Regions from separate parts of the Xenopus laevis genome. Here region 1 is linked to region 2. A link is a contact called in public Hi-C data. All regions are on one chromosome and are shown on one strand. Each heading gives the region's core, a stretch centred on a gene start, on an enhancer-like site or on the middle of the called end of the contact. The rest is flanking DNA. Distances are from core to core; before and after follow the strand shown.

Region 1 (6,163 bases), core at 2,149-4,648, 47 kb after region 2:
CATAGAATCCAAGTTAAAAGCTGCAACGGTTACTGGTCTGCTTCCTGCTTGTGGGCTTAGCTCTGCCCACTGTCACCTCAGCAGTAGGAATTCATGAGGGATACAGTATAGTGGTAATGAGTACAGAGAACTAGAGCAGTGCAATGGGACAGGGGCTCCTCCTTCTGACTGAGACTCTGTATTGCAGGTTCAGGGACCCAAAGCTCTGCAGCCACATTTCTTGAGGGGAGCAGCAGGTTTGTCACATGATGGGAGGGGGGTCACTCAGATACTGGATTTTTCACAAAGGCAAACTAACCCCTTGCCTGTCAATTACTAGTGTAGATCGTTATGTTTTATTGTTTCCCCTAATGTTAGAATCCTGCAGCCTGACTGCTGGGTCTAATTATAGAGGAGGCAGAGCTTGGGGGGCCAAGTGGGGTAATGACCAATAAGCACTTTCAGTTTATATTTATGGAAAATGTTTAGAAGATCTTAAATTGCCGTTCAGCCCCATAACTTCTAAATACACAACTGTAGGCCTTCCCTGCCTCCACTACTCTGCACTTATCTACCCTTATGGTTTCTCCTGAGGGGTTTGGGGAGCAGGAGAGGGGATCAGACTGGTTTACGGGGGAACGAGGTGGGAGGATGAGGGGTGAGAATAGAAACGGAGGATAAAGGGGGCGCAGAAGGGAGAGAGGAAGGGATGAGACAAGAGACAGAATATAAAAGAAACAGGAGGAATGAATAGAGGGACTGTCGGTTTCTGATTGGCTCCCAACACCCCAGTATAAAGCAGCTGTTCCTTGTGTTCTCTATATGTTACTTTGTTACTATGTATCGTAAGCAGACAATCAGGTGAGTTTGAGAAGCTCAGGAGCTGAAGTTTACACCACTCTGCATTACAAGCGCAGGAAGATAAAGGGGATGCTGGGATTTGTAGTTGATCTCAGGCTGGAGACTGATACCTGTTGGGAAGCAATGTGCACAGCAAGTTATCTCTTCTCCTTGTTGCACTGGGTTGGTTGCTGGGCGGAGCCAGAGCCAAATAAAAATTTTTTGTCTGCAATGAACGTGATCCGAGAGAGAGCGGTTTCTATAGAAACGAGAGAATGTGATTTTGTAGAAGGACCAGTTATGATGCCAGTTATTCACCTGTTTGTCTACAGGCATGACATCACAGGTCACTCCAGGTAATTACCTGCTGCACTTATCTACTGGGAGGCCCTTCCCCCACCTCCACTATTCTGCATTTATCTACTGGGAGGCCCTTCCCTTCCTCCACTTCTCTGCACTTATCTACTGGGAGGCCCTTCCCTGCCTCCACTACTCTGCACTTATCTACTGGGAGGCCCTTCCCCACCTCCACTACTCTGCATTTATCTACTGGGAGGCCCTTCCCTGCCTCCACTACTCTGCACTTTTCTACTGGGATGCCCTTCCCCACCTCCACTACTCTGCATTTATCTACTGGGAGGCCCTTCCCTTCCTCCACGACTCTGCACTTATCTACTGGGAGGTAGGTCCTACCCCGCCTCCACTACTGTGCACTTATCTACTGGGATGCGCTTCCCTTACTCCACTACTCTGCACTTATCTACTGAGAAGCCCTTCCCTTCCTCCACTATTCTGCACTTATCTACTGGGAGGCCCTTCCCTTCCTCCACTATTCTGCACTTATCTACTGGGAGGCCCTTCCCTTCCTCCACTATTCTGCACTTATCTACTGGGAGGCCCTTCACTGCCTCCACTACTCTACACTTATCTACTGGGAGGCCCTTCCCCACCTCCACTACTCTGTACTTTTCTACTGGGATGCGCTTCCCTTACTCCACTACTCTGCACTTATCTACTGGGAGGCCCTTCCCTTCCTCCACTACTCTGCACTTATCTACTGGGAGGTAGGTCCTACCCCGCCTCCACTACTGTGCACTTATCTACTGGGATGCGCTTCCCTTACTCCACTACTCTGCACTTATCTACTGAGAAGCCCTTCCCCGCCTCCACTACTCTGCACTTATCTACTGGGAGGCCCTTCCCTGCCTCCACTATTCTGTATTTATCTACTGGGAGGCCCTTCCCTTCCTCCACTATTCTGCACTTATCTACTGGGAGGCCCTTCCCTACCTCCACTACTCTGCACTTGTCTACTGGGAGGCCCTTCACTGCCTCCACTACTCTACACTTATCTACTGGGAGGCCCTTCCCCACCTCCACTACTCTGTACTTTTCTGCTGGGATGCGCTTCCCTTCCTCCACTACTCTGCACTTATCTACTGGGAGGTAGGTCCTACCCCGCCTCCACTACTGTGCACTTTTCTACTGGGATGCGCTTCCCTTCCTCCACTACTCTGCACTTATCTACTGGGAGGCCCTTCCCTGCCTCCACTATTCTGTATTTATCTACTGGGAGGCCCTTCCCTTCCTCCACTATTCTGCACTTATCTACTGGGAGGCCCTTCCCTACCTCCACTACTCTGCACTTGTCTACTGGGAGGCCCTTCACTGCCTCCACTACTCTACACTTATCTACTGGGAGGCCCTTCCCCACCTCCACTACTCTGTACTTTTCTGCTGGGATGCGCTTCCCTTCCTCCACTACTCTGCACTTATCTACTGGGAGGTAGGTCCTACCCCGCCTCCACTACTGTGCACTTTTCTACTGGGATGCGCTTCCCTTCCTCCACTACTCTGCACTTATCTACTGAGAAGCCCTTCCCCGCCTCCACTACTCTGCACTTATCTACTGGGAGGCCCTTCCCCGCCTCCACTACTCTGCACTTATCTACTGGGAGGCCCTTCCCTGCCTCCACTATTCTGTATTTATCTACTGGGAGGCCCTTCCCTTCCTCCACTATTCTGCACTTATCTGCTGGGAGGCCCTTCCCTACCTCCACTACTCTGCACTTGTCTACTGGGAGGCCCTTCACTGCCTCCACTACTCTGCATTTATCTACTGGGAGGCCCTTCCCCACCTCCACTACTCTGCTTTTATCTACTGAGAAGCCCTTCCCCGCCTCCATTACTCTGCACTTATCTACTGGGAGGCCCTTCCCCGCCTCCACAACTCTGCACATATCTACTGGGAGGCCCTTCCCTGCCTCCACTACCTCCATGTTTTTGCATATAATAAGCACCCCTCCCCAAAATGAATTTTTTATTTGCCTCTCTTGATTCACAGGAGCTTTATCTACATTGGAATTATTTGAGCCCAAGGAGTGAGAGCCACAGGCTCAGCTCAATTGGACCCTAGGGCCACATCGCCAAAACTGCTTTAAATGAGAATTTAAAAAGATCCATGTTTGGGAAAAGAAGGAAACATCAAATATGACCTTGAGCCCAGAAGGAGAGTGTGTGCAACTGCGTCACAACATGTTCCCATGGAAACGTGAGCAGAGTGGAGACGGGTGTTCTGGTCCCTGACGTAGGTCCCTCTGCAGAGATTTCTCCTGCTCAAACCTCACTGTCTGTCCAACTGGTGCTTCTGAATCTTGAAACAATGTAGCACAAGAGCCAGACTGGTGAAGAAGCATGCAGGGCTGACATCTGCTAGATTGCTTCAGGAGTAAGAACCAGCAGTGCAGAGTTTCTAAATAACCAGGCCGACACTGCTTTCAATAACTAACTTTGGAATCTGTAATGAATGGATATTGAGAAGTTGCTTACAATTATACTTTCATTGGGCAGAGTTCCCCTTTAAATGTTCATTCTTCTTAAGGGCAGCCATTAATAAATTCTGAAATATATTGGGAACAGGGAGTCCCTGACCCAAACACGTTGTATATTTATAATCAGCGCATCAGTCACAGGCTGATCCTGTAATTCCAAGAAACAGAGCCCAAGGCTACAGCTGCTGAGTCACATTGATTCACTAGTCACCAACTAAATGTTCTGTCCAATAAAACCCAAATCCCAAAGATTAAGATACACAGAGTAGTAAATATAACTCATTGGGCAACCGGTACTACCATACTGCTTTATATGTAACAAGGTTACACATATATAGAAACATTGGGGTGTCACCCTGCTATAGTTCCAGAGGTACCCAGGGCACAAATAAACACTCACCCCAAATCTCCCCCTAACTGACCTTCAGACTGGGCCCCCTTAGCTCATAACAAGGTTACAGATATATAGAAACATTAGGTAACAGTCACCCTGCTATAGTTCCAGGGGTACCCAGGGTACAAATAAACACTCACCCCAAATCTCCCCCTAACTGACCTTCAGACTGGGCCCCTTAGCTCATAACAAGGTTACAGATATATAGAAACATTGGGGTGTCACCCTGCTATAGTTCCAGGCGTACCCAGGGCACAAATAAGCACTCACCCCAAATCTCCCCCTAACTGACCTTCAGACTGGGCCCCCTTAGCTCATAACAAGGTTACAGATATAGAAACATTGGGGTGTCACCCTGCTATAGTTCCAGGGGTACCCAGGGTACAAATAATCACTCACCCCAAATCTCCCCCTAACTGACCTTCAGACTGGGCCCCCTTAGCTCATAACAAGGTTACAGATATATAGAAACATTGGGGTGTCACCCTGCTATAGTTCCAGGGGACCCAGGGTACAAATAAGCCCTCACCCCAAATCTCCCCCTAACTGACCTTCAGACTGGGCCCCCTTAGCTCATAACAAGGTTACAGATATATAGAAACATTGGGGTAACAGTCACCCTGCTATAGTTCCAGGGGTACCCAGGGCACAAATAAACACTCACCCCAAATCTCCCCCTAACTGACCTTCAGACTGGGCCCCTTAGCTCATAACAAGGTTACAGATATATAGAAACAATATTCAGAAGTTAAAAGAATAAGGAATAAATTCTGCTATAGGCAACAGAAGAGCAAACTCCCTGTATTGTCTGTATGTGGGTTACTATGGGATGTTATATAAGTTCAAACCAGAGCCAACTAACTAAACTAACTAGAACTTTGCTGACAGCTGTAACAGATCATTTATAAATGGGATCAGTCAGTTATTTCATCTCAGTCCAATCATTTGGACCAATGATTCAGTCGCTTTTAACTCCGTGATGGCTCCAAACTGGGAAATGCAGTGATGGGACAAGTGCGCCCTCCTGTGGTGAATTAGAGGAACCAGTTATTCATGCAGCAGAAACAATGGATCAGTTATGAATCTATTTGTACATTTCACACTGATTGATAGAAAACAATTACATTTGCTGAATTTCTCTGGGTGCCTTAGAGGGTTTAACAGGTCTCACTGGGCATCTGACCCAATAACAAGAATCTGTAGTTCTATAATTATATGGTAGTTAGTGATGGGCGAAAATATTAGCCAGACGCAAATTTGTGGCGATTTTCCACTTTTTGACACTTTTTTTTTAGATTTTTTTTAGATTCCACGAAAATTCGCCGGCGTCAAAAAAATTTAGACGCGCTTCAAAACAGTTGCACGTCAACACTATTCGGACGCCCATTGACTTTCACACCGGCGTCAAAATTCTAGTTTCGCTAATTTTTCGGTGAAGCGAAATGGGAGAAATTCATCCATCACTAATGGTAGTTAAAGGGGTTGTTCACCTTTAAATTAACTGTTAGTATGATGCAGAGAGTGATATTCTGAGACAATTTGCAATTGGTTTTCATTATTTGTAGTTTTTGACTTATTTAGCTTTATATTCAGCAGCTCTCCAGTTTGCAATTTCAGCCATCTGGTTGCTAGGGTCCAAATTCCCCTAGCAACCATGCATTGATTTGAATAAGAGACTGGAATATGAATAGGAAAGGCCTGAATTGGTTCATATTAACATTCAGGGGCCCATTTACTTAGCTAGAGTGAAGGAATAGAATAAAAAAAGCTTTGAATTTCTAATGTTTTTTTTGACTACTTCAACCATCGAATTGGCTACTTCGACCTTCGACTACGACTTCGAATCGAACGATTCGAACTAAAAATCATTTGACTATTCGACCATTCGATAGTCGAAGTATTGTCTCTTTAAAAAAAACTTCGATCCCCCCCCTACTTCGCCACCTAAAACCTACCGAGGTGCCATGTTAGCCTATGGGGAAGGTCCCCATAGGCTTTCTAACAATTTTTAGTTTGAAGAAAAATCATTCGATCGATGGGTTAAAATCCTTCGAATCAAATGTTTTGAAGGATTTAATCGGTCGATCGAACAATTTTTCGTTCGATCAAACTATTTGCG
Region 2 (6,146 bases), core at 940-3,439:
GTCCCTCCCCTGAGGGCTTCCTCTGCCGAGGCTTGGGGGGCTTTTTAGTCAGGCAGTTCATGTCATACTGGAGGCAGGGAGAAGGACCGTCCCCAATCTGGATCTCTTGTTCCACTGTTAGTTGGGTCCCTAAATTGTAGTCGACTAAACAGTCCATTGTACCAGCCAGAACTGCCCCATCTATGTGCGGCTCCACCTTCAGCTGCTCCTGCAATTGTATGGCGGCTGTCACCTGATCCAGGGTAATGTCTGCAGCCTCCACCTTTATACCCTCAGCTCCCATAGTCATGTGCTCCATGGCTCCTCTGCCCCTGAAGGGTTAAAATAAGTGTCAGCTCATGTTCCATGTATGGAAACACTCATTGGTCCGTAGTCTCTCCCTTATTGCAGCCTATACAGGATCTTCTGCCTGGGCTCTCTGTAAATATGCACTACAATATATATATATATTATATATATATATATATATATATGCATATATATAATATATATATATATATATATATATATTTTTTTTTTTTTTTTTTTTTAAACACTCCAATGTGAGTGCACTCAAAACAAAAACAGCCAATGCCTAGGTGCAGGTTTAATGTTTTGCAATATCGTTGGTCACAAACCGCACTCCAAGGACTTCATATGCGAAAAAAAGAAAAATATTTATTTCAGCTCCTCTATTCGAGCCGTCTTCAAGAAGACTTCCTGAAGACGGCTCCAGTAGAGGCGCGAAACGTTGAAATAAATATTTTTCGCATATGAATTCCTTGGAGTGCGGTTTGTGACCAATGATATATGTGTATATATATATATTTATAACCAAAGGAATGGTGCACTCCGTAGACAAAATTAATACCTGGGTGCCAGCATGGGAAATAAGCAGTGAAAAAGGATTGCGGCACTCACAGGGTTTTAGTGAAAAAACAAAAAATGTTTTATTATTAAGCCTCAACGTTTCGATCCCCCACAGGGATCTTCGTCAGGAGCAAAAACAAACAAGTGTGTGTGTGTGTGTGTGTGTGTGTGTGTGTGTGTGTGTGTGTGTGTGTGTGTGTGTGTGTGTGTGTGTGTGTGTGTGTTGTGTGTGTGTGTGTGTGTGTGTTGTGTGGTGTGTGTGTGTGTGTGTGTGTGTGTGTGTGTGTGTGTGTGTGTGTGTGTGTGTGTGTGTCCCATCTGTATTTATGTATACCACTTACTATGCTCCTCTACTGACCTGCTCCTCAACTCTTCTCTCATTACCTCCTCACATGCTCACATTCAAGACTTTGCAAGGGCTGCTCCCCTCCTCTGGAACTCTCTCCCATGGTCTGTCTGACTTTCTCCCAACCTTCCTGCTTTGAAAAGATCTCTTAAAACGTACTTCTTTCGAGAAGCCTACCCTCACTCTGCTTAACTAACAAACACAACACCACATACAGTACTACATCTCTCACTCACTTAATTTGATCCTGCCCACACCTTGTGTCTTATTCCCTTCCCTTTAGATTGTAAGCTCTTTTGCACAGGGCCTTCCTCGCCTTTTGTTCCAGTATTGGTTGTGATGTATGTAACTCCATGTTCTATGTATATAATTCATGTGATTTAATTGTATAATCACATTTGCTTTACACCGCTGCAAAATATGCTGGTGCTATATAAATACATGTTAATAATAAAATATATGTATATGTATGTATACAGACACACAGTGTTGTATATATATATATATATATATATATATAGATGTGTGTGTGTATTTATGTATATATTTATTGTATACAGACACACAGGATCTTCTGCCTGGACACACTGTAAATATTCAGTGCAGTATATAAATATATATAAACAGATGTGTCCCCTGTGTGTATTATATAAATATGAATATCCAGACACACAGGAATATACAGTATAATGTGTGAAGCCCAAGCTCATAGAGGAGCATTAGTGGCCCAGTATTTACATCATACAGCAGAATATAATATAATTATACACAGAAATCCTAGGGCCCCGCGGATATAAAAATGACAGGCCGCTCCCCCTCCCCTGCGGCACTCCTGTACCTTCAAGCCCCCCTCCAGGGCCTAAGGAAGGGGGTGCGCGGCCCTCCTGCTCCGTCTCAGCTTCTGCACTCTGCCCGGTGACAAGCCGCTTCCAGCTGCGGCCTGACCGGGGCTCTAAGCTCCGCCCTCTTCCGGCCATTAACCAATGGGGGAAAGGGAAAACTACTATTCCCAGAATGTCTCGCTGCAGGTGTGTTTCCTCTAAACGCGTCCCTGGGAAACTGGATACGACATAAACAGTTCCGCGCATGAGGAAGGTTCCCATGATCCCTGTGTATTCTGCGCACTGGCATTATATTGAGTGTGTGCAACTAAACCAAAGCCTTTCCTTCAGACAAAGTCAGGGGAGACTCCAGTCTGGGGGATACATTTCTGGCTGCTCCTGTCTCTCTTCCCTGACTGTCATTAGTACGACCTTGCTTTACGGTTTAGCAGGGTCACAGCTGCAGTCTGAGAACCCACTTTACATTGTCAGTACAGAAGCCTGTTGTGACTCATATAATGTATTACCACTAATGATCCTTTCTCCCTCCTTTTACTCAATTCTGGGTTTCTTTAGGGATTTACCTCTTGTCAGGTCTAATTTTCAAAACCAGCCAAGAGTAGAGTTGCCACATGGCCAGTAAAAATGATGGTTGATCCTAATGTTATTAAAAGGGAAAAAAGAAAAATATATAGGAAGGCCGGTGTTCTTTTCCAGAAAAGGTGGTTTGGCTGGTTTCCAAAGTACAAACCAGCCAAAGGCCCCAAAAGTAGCCCAAATCCGTACCTTGGCTAGTTTGTACTTTCAAAACCCATCTAGGCTTTAAATTAATAGCCCAATTTGGCTGGAAAATCGCCAACCTGGCAACCCTGTCTGTGTCTGAGACTGAGCCTGAGTTTAATGGCCCACCCTCCACCACAGCATGGCCCTGCCCCCTGCCGTGATTGCACCGGGCGAAAAGGTGGCAACCCTAGGTTACCACAACCCTGGTTGTCAAACTGATATGAGCTTCCAATTATGGCCTTGACAGAAAGACCACTGTACCATAGAACTGTTTGCTATTGTTTATTATTGTTGTATCAAGCTTGCAAATAAAAAAAAAAGGAACTGAGTATCACTCATGTATTATAATAATGTACCCCCTACTGTAAATGATAAGGATATTAGAAGTCACTGAGGGGTTGTTCTGTGACCATATAAAGGCACAAGGCTGCAGGCTGAGTTATACGGGGAACTCTGAGTATCACTTATGTATTATAAGGGATAATGTACCCCCTACTGTAAATGATAAGGATATTAGAAGTCACTGAGGGGTTGTTCTGTGACCATATAAAGGCACAAGGCTGCAGGCTGAGTTATACAGGGAACTCTGAGTATTACTCATGTATTATAAGGGATAATGTACCCCTACTGTAAATGATAAGGATATTAGAAGTCACTGAGGGGTTGTTCTGTGACCATATAAAGGCACAAGGCTGCAGGCTGAGTTATACAGGAACTCTGAGTATCACTCATGTATTATAAGGGATAATGTACCCCTACTGTAAATGATAAGGATATTAGAAGTCACTGAGGAGTTGTTCTGTGACCATATAAAAGGCACAAGGCTGCAGGCTGAGTTATACAGGGAACTCTGAGTATCACTCATGTATTATAAGGGATAATGTACCCCCTACTGTAAATGATAAGGATATTAGAAGTCACTGAGGAGTTGTTCTGTGACCATATAAAGGCACAAGGCCGCAGGCTGAGTTACACAGGGAACTCTGAGTATCACTCATGTATTATAAGGGATTATGTACCTCCTACTGTAAATGATAAGGATATTAGAAGTCACTGAGGAGTTGTTCTGTGACCATATAAAGGCACAAGGCCGCAGGCTGAGTTACACAGGGAACTCTGAGTATCACTCATGTATTATAAGGGATAATGTACCCCCTACTGTAAATGAGAAGGATATTAGAAGTTATTGAGGGGTTGTTCTGTGACCATATAAAGACACAAGGCTGCAGGCTGAGTTATACAGGGAACTCTGAGTATCACTCATGTATTATAAGGGATAATGTACCCCCTACTGTAAATGATAAGGATATTAGAAGTCACTGAGGGGTTGTTCTGTGACCATATAAAGGCACAAGGCTGCAGGCTGAGTTATACAGGGAACTCTGAGTATCACTCATGTATTATAAGGGATAATGTACCTCCTACTGTAAATGATAAGGATATTAGAAGTCACTGAGGGGTTCTGTGACAATATAAAGCGGCACCAGGCTGCAGGTAGAATCAGTTAATGTTGCTCTAATCGTGTGACCACTAGAGGGCACACATAGGCTATTTTTGACTACAATACCGATGACTTTCACAAAAACTTTTGTAACACTTCCCTTTTTAAAATGTTTCTTAACCATTTGCTTTAAAACATTTCCCCCTTTCAAGTTTCACAGTTGCAGTTATGTAAATCAAATAACTGAGCGGCTAAACAAAGTCCCTCCTGATAACCTGTAGATTTTGGCAAATGCCACAGAAAGACAGTATTTATTGGGCCTGTGTGTGTGTGTGTGTGTGTGTGTGTGTGTGGGGGGGTGTTTGGGCCACTGTGTACTTGAAATGCCAGGGACTATTTTGAATCCCTGTTTTTGAATGGATCCAGTGGCTCTGAAGAGCTGGGGAGAAGTTTTTATGAGCAACATTGCGTTAAAGGGGTTGTTCACCTATAAATTAACTGTTAGTATGATGCAGAGAGTGATATTCTAAGACAATTTGTATTTGGTTTTAATTTTTTATTTGTGGCTTTTAAGTTATTAAGCTTTTTATTCAGCAGCTCTCCAGTTTGCAATGACCTTAGCAACCATACAGTGATTTGAAAAAGAGATTGGAATATGAATAGGAGAGGCATGACTAGAAAGATGAGTAATAAAAAGTAACAATAACAATAAATGAGTAGCCTTACAGAGCATTTGTTTTTTTGATGGGGTCAATGACCCCCCATTTGAAAGCTGGGAAGAGTCAGTAGAAGGAGGCAAATAGTGAAAAAAAAACTATAAAAAAATAAATAATGAAGACCAACTGAACAGTTGCTTAAAATTGGCCATTCTATAACATGCTAAGAGTTAACTAACCCTTTAAGGATGGAACGTTGGTGTTGCTGGACTATAGTTCCCAGCATGCTTTGATAAAATGTCAAACGCTGCTGGGATTTGTAGTCGAGCAGCTGTTGAGCAGTGTGACTAAGTGCAAGCTCTGTTTCTTTCAGGCTGTATTTAAAGGCCACAGATTCCTCCGCCTGTCCCGGTGCCAATCCTGGGCCCTATTTGCCCCATTCCCCGCACTCTCTGTACTCACGTGATTCCATTCCCACCTGTCACTGATTCCCCGCAGCCCATTCTGAGTACAAATTCCACATCTGCCCAATAGGAACAATTGCTGGGAGTCGCCTATAATAACTGTCATTTGTGCGGCACTTGTCGGCAGAGATAAAGATAAAAGCAAATCCACAACTGCTGATTAAAGGGAAAGTTCTAAAGAGCTAAAAATACAGCCACCTCCTTTGGGGTTTTGTTCCATAGAGAGAGAACTCATTGTTATGAGAATAACATCTTTATTCCAAGCCGAACAATGATACCCGGGTCTCTTGCTGCACTGGTTATTTCAGAGCCTGGCATTAAAGGGGCAGTTACCATTATATAGAGCAGGTAACTGCAATTTTACAGGTATGAATCCTGTTATCCATAAAGGCCAGAATTACAGAAAGACTGTCTCCCACAGACTAATAATAATCCAAATTTTAAAAAATTATTTCCTTTTTCTGTGTAATAATAAAACAGTCGCTTGTACTTAATCCCAACTAAGATATAATTAATCCTTATTGGAGGCAAAACCAGCCTATTGGGTTTATGTAATGTTTATATGATTTTCTAGTAGACTTAAGGGATGAAGATCCAAATTACAGAAAGGCCGTCTCCCATAGACTCTGTTATAATCAAATAATGCCATTGTTTAAACCTGATTTCCTTTTCTGTGTAATAATAAAACAGTAACTTGTACTTGATCCCAACTAAGATATAATTAATCCTTATTGGAAGCAAAACCAGCCTATTGGCTTTATTTAATGTTTATATGATTTTCTAGTT

What was found. Hi-C and Micro-C count contacts between places; a contact is called where the count stands out from the background.
Region 1: a contact with region 2 is called in a Hi-C map of the XTC cell line, with 5 times the contacts expected there. The contact joins the enhancer-like site here to the promoter of LOC108708782 in region 2. A contact is called at or near these places in 2 of 4 Hi-C or Micro-C datasets (the XTC cell line and animal cap).

What each region holds. Positions count from the first base shown.
Region 1 is chr2L:181,021,828-181,027,990 of Xenopus_laevis_v10.1, forward strand. No RefSeq gene overlaps it. Among protein-coding and RNA genes, the nearest start is that of arfgap1l.L, 8.2 kb to the right of the region's middle. Within about 2 kb of position 3,399, at least 1 of the 7 cell types and tissues checked has an H3K27ac peak or open chromatin away from gene starts, as enhancers often do.
Region 2 is chr2L:180,975,937-180,982,082 of Xenopus_laevis_v10.1, forward strand. LOC108708782 (zinc finger protein 569-like) reads right to left here and starts at 2,190. Exons shown (of 12, transcript XM_041582760.1): 1 at 2,034-2,190; 2 at 1-311. The coding sequence starts at 298.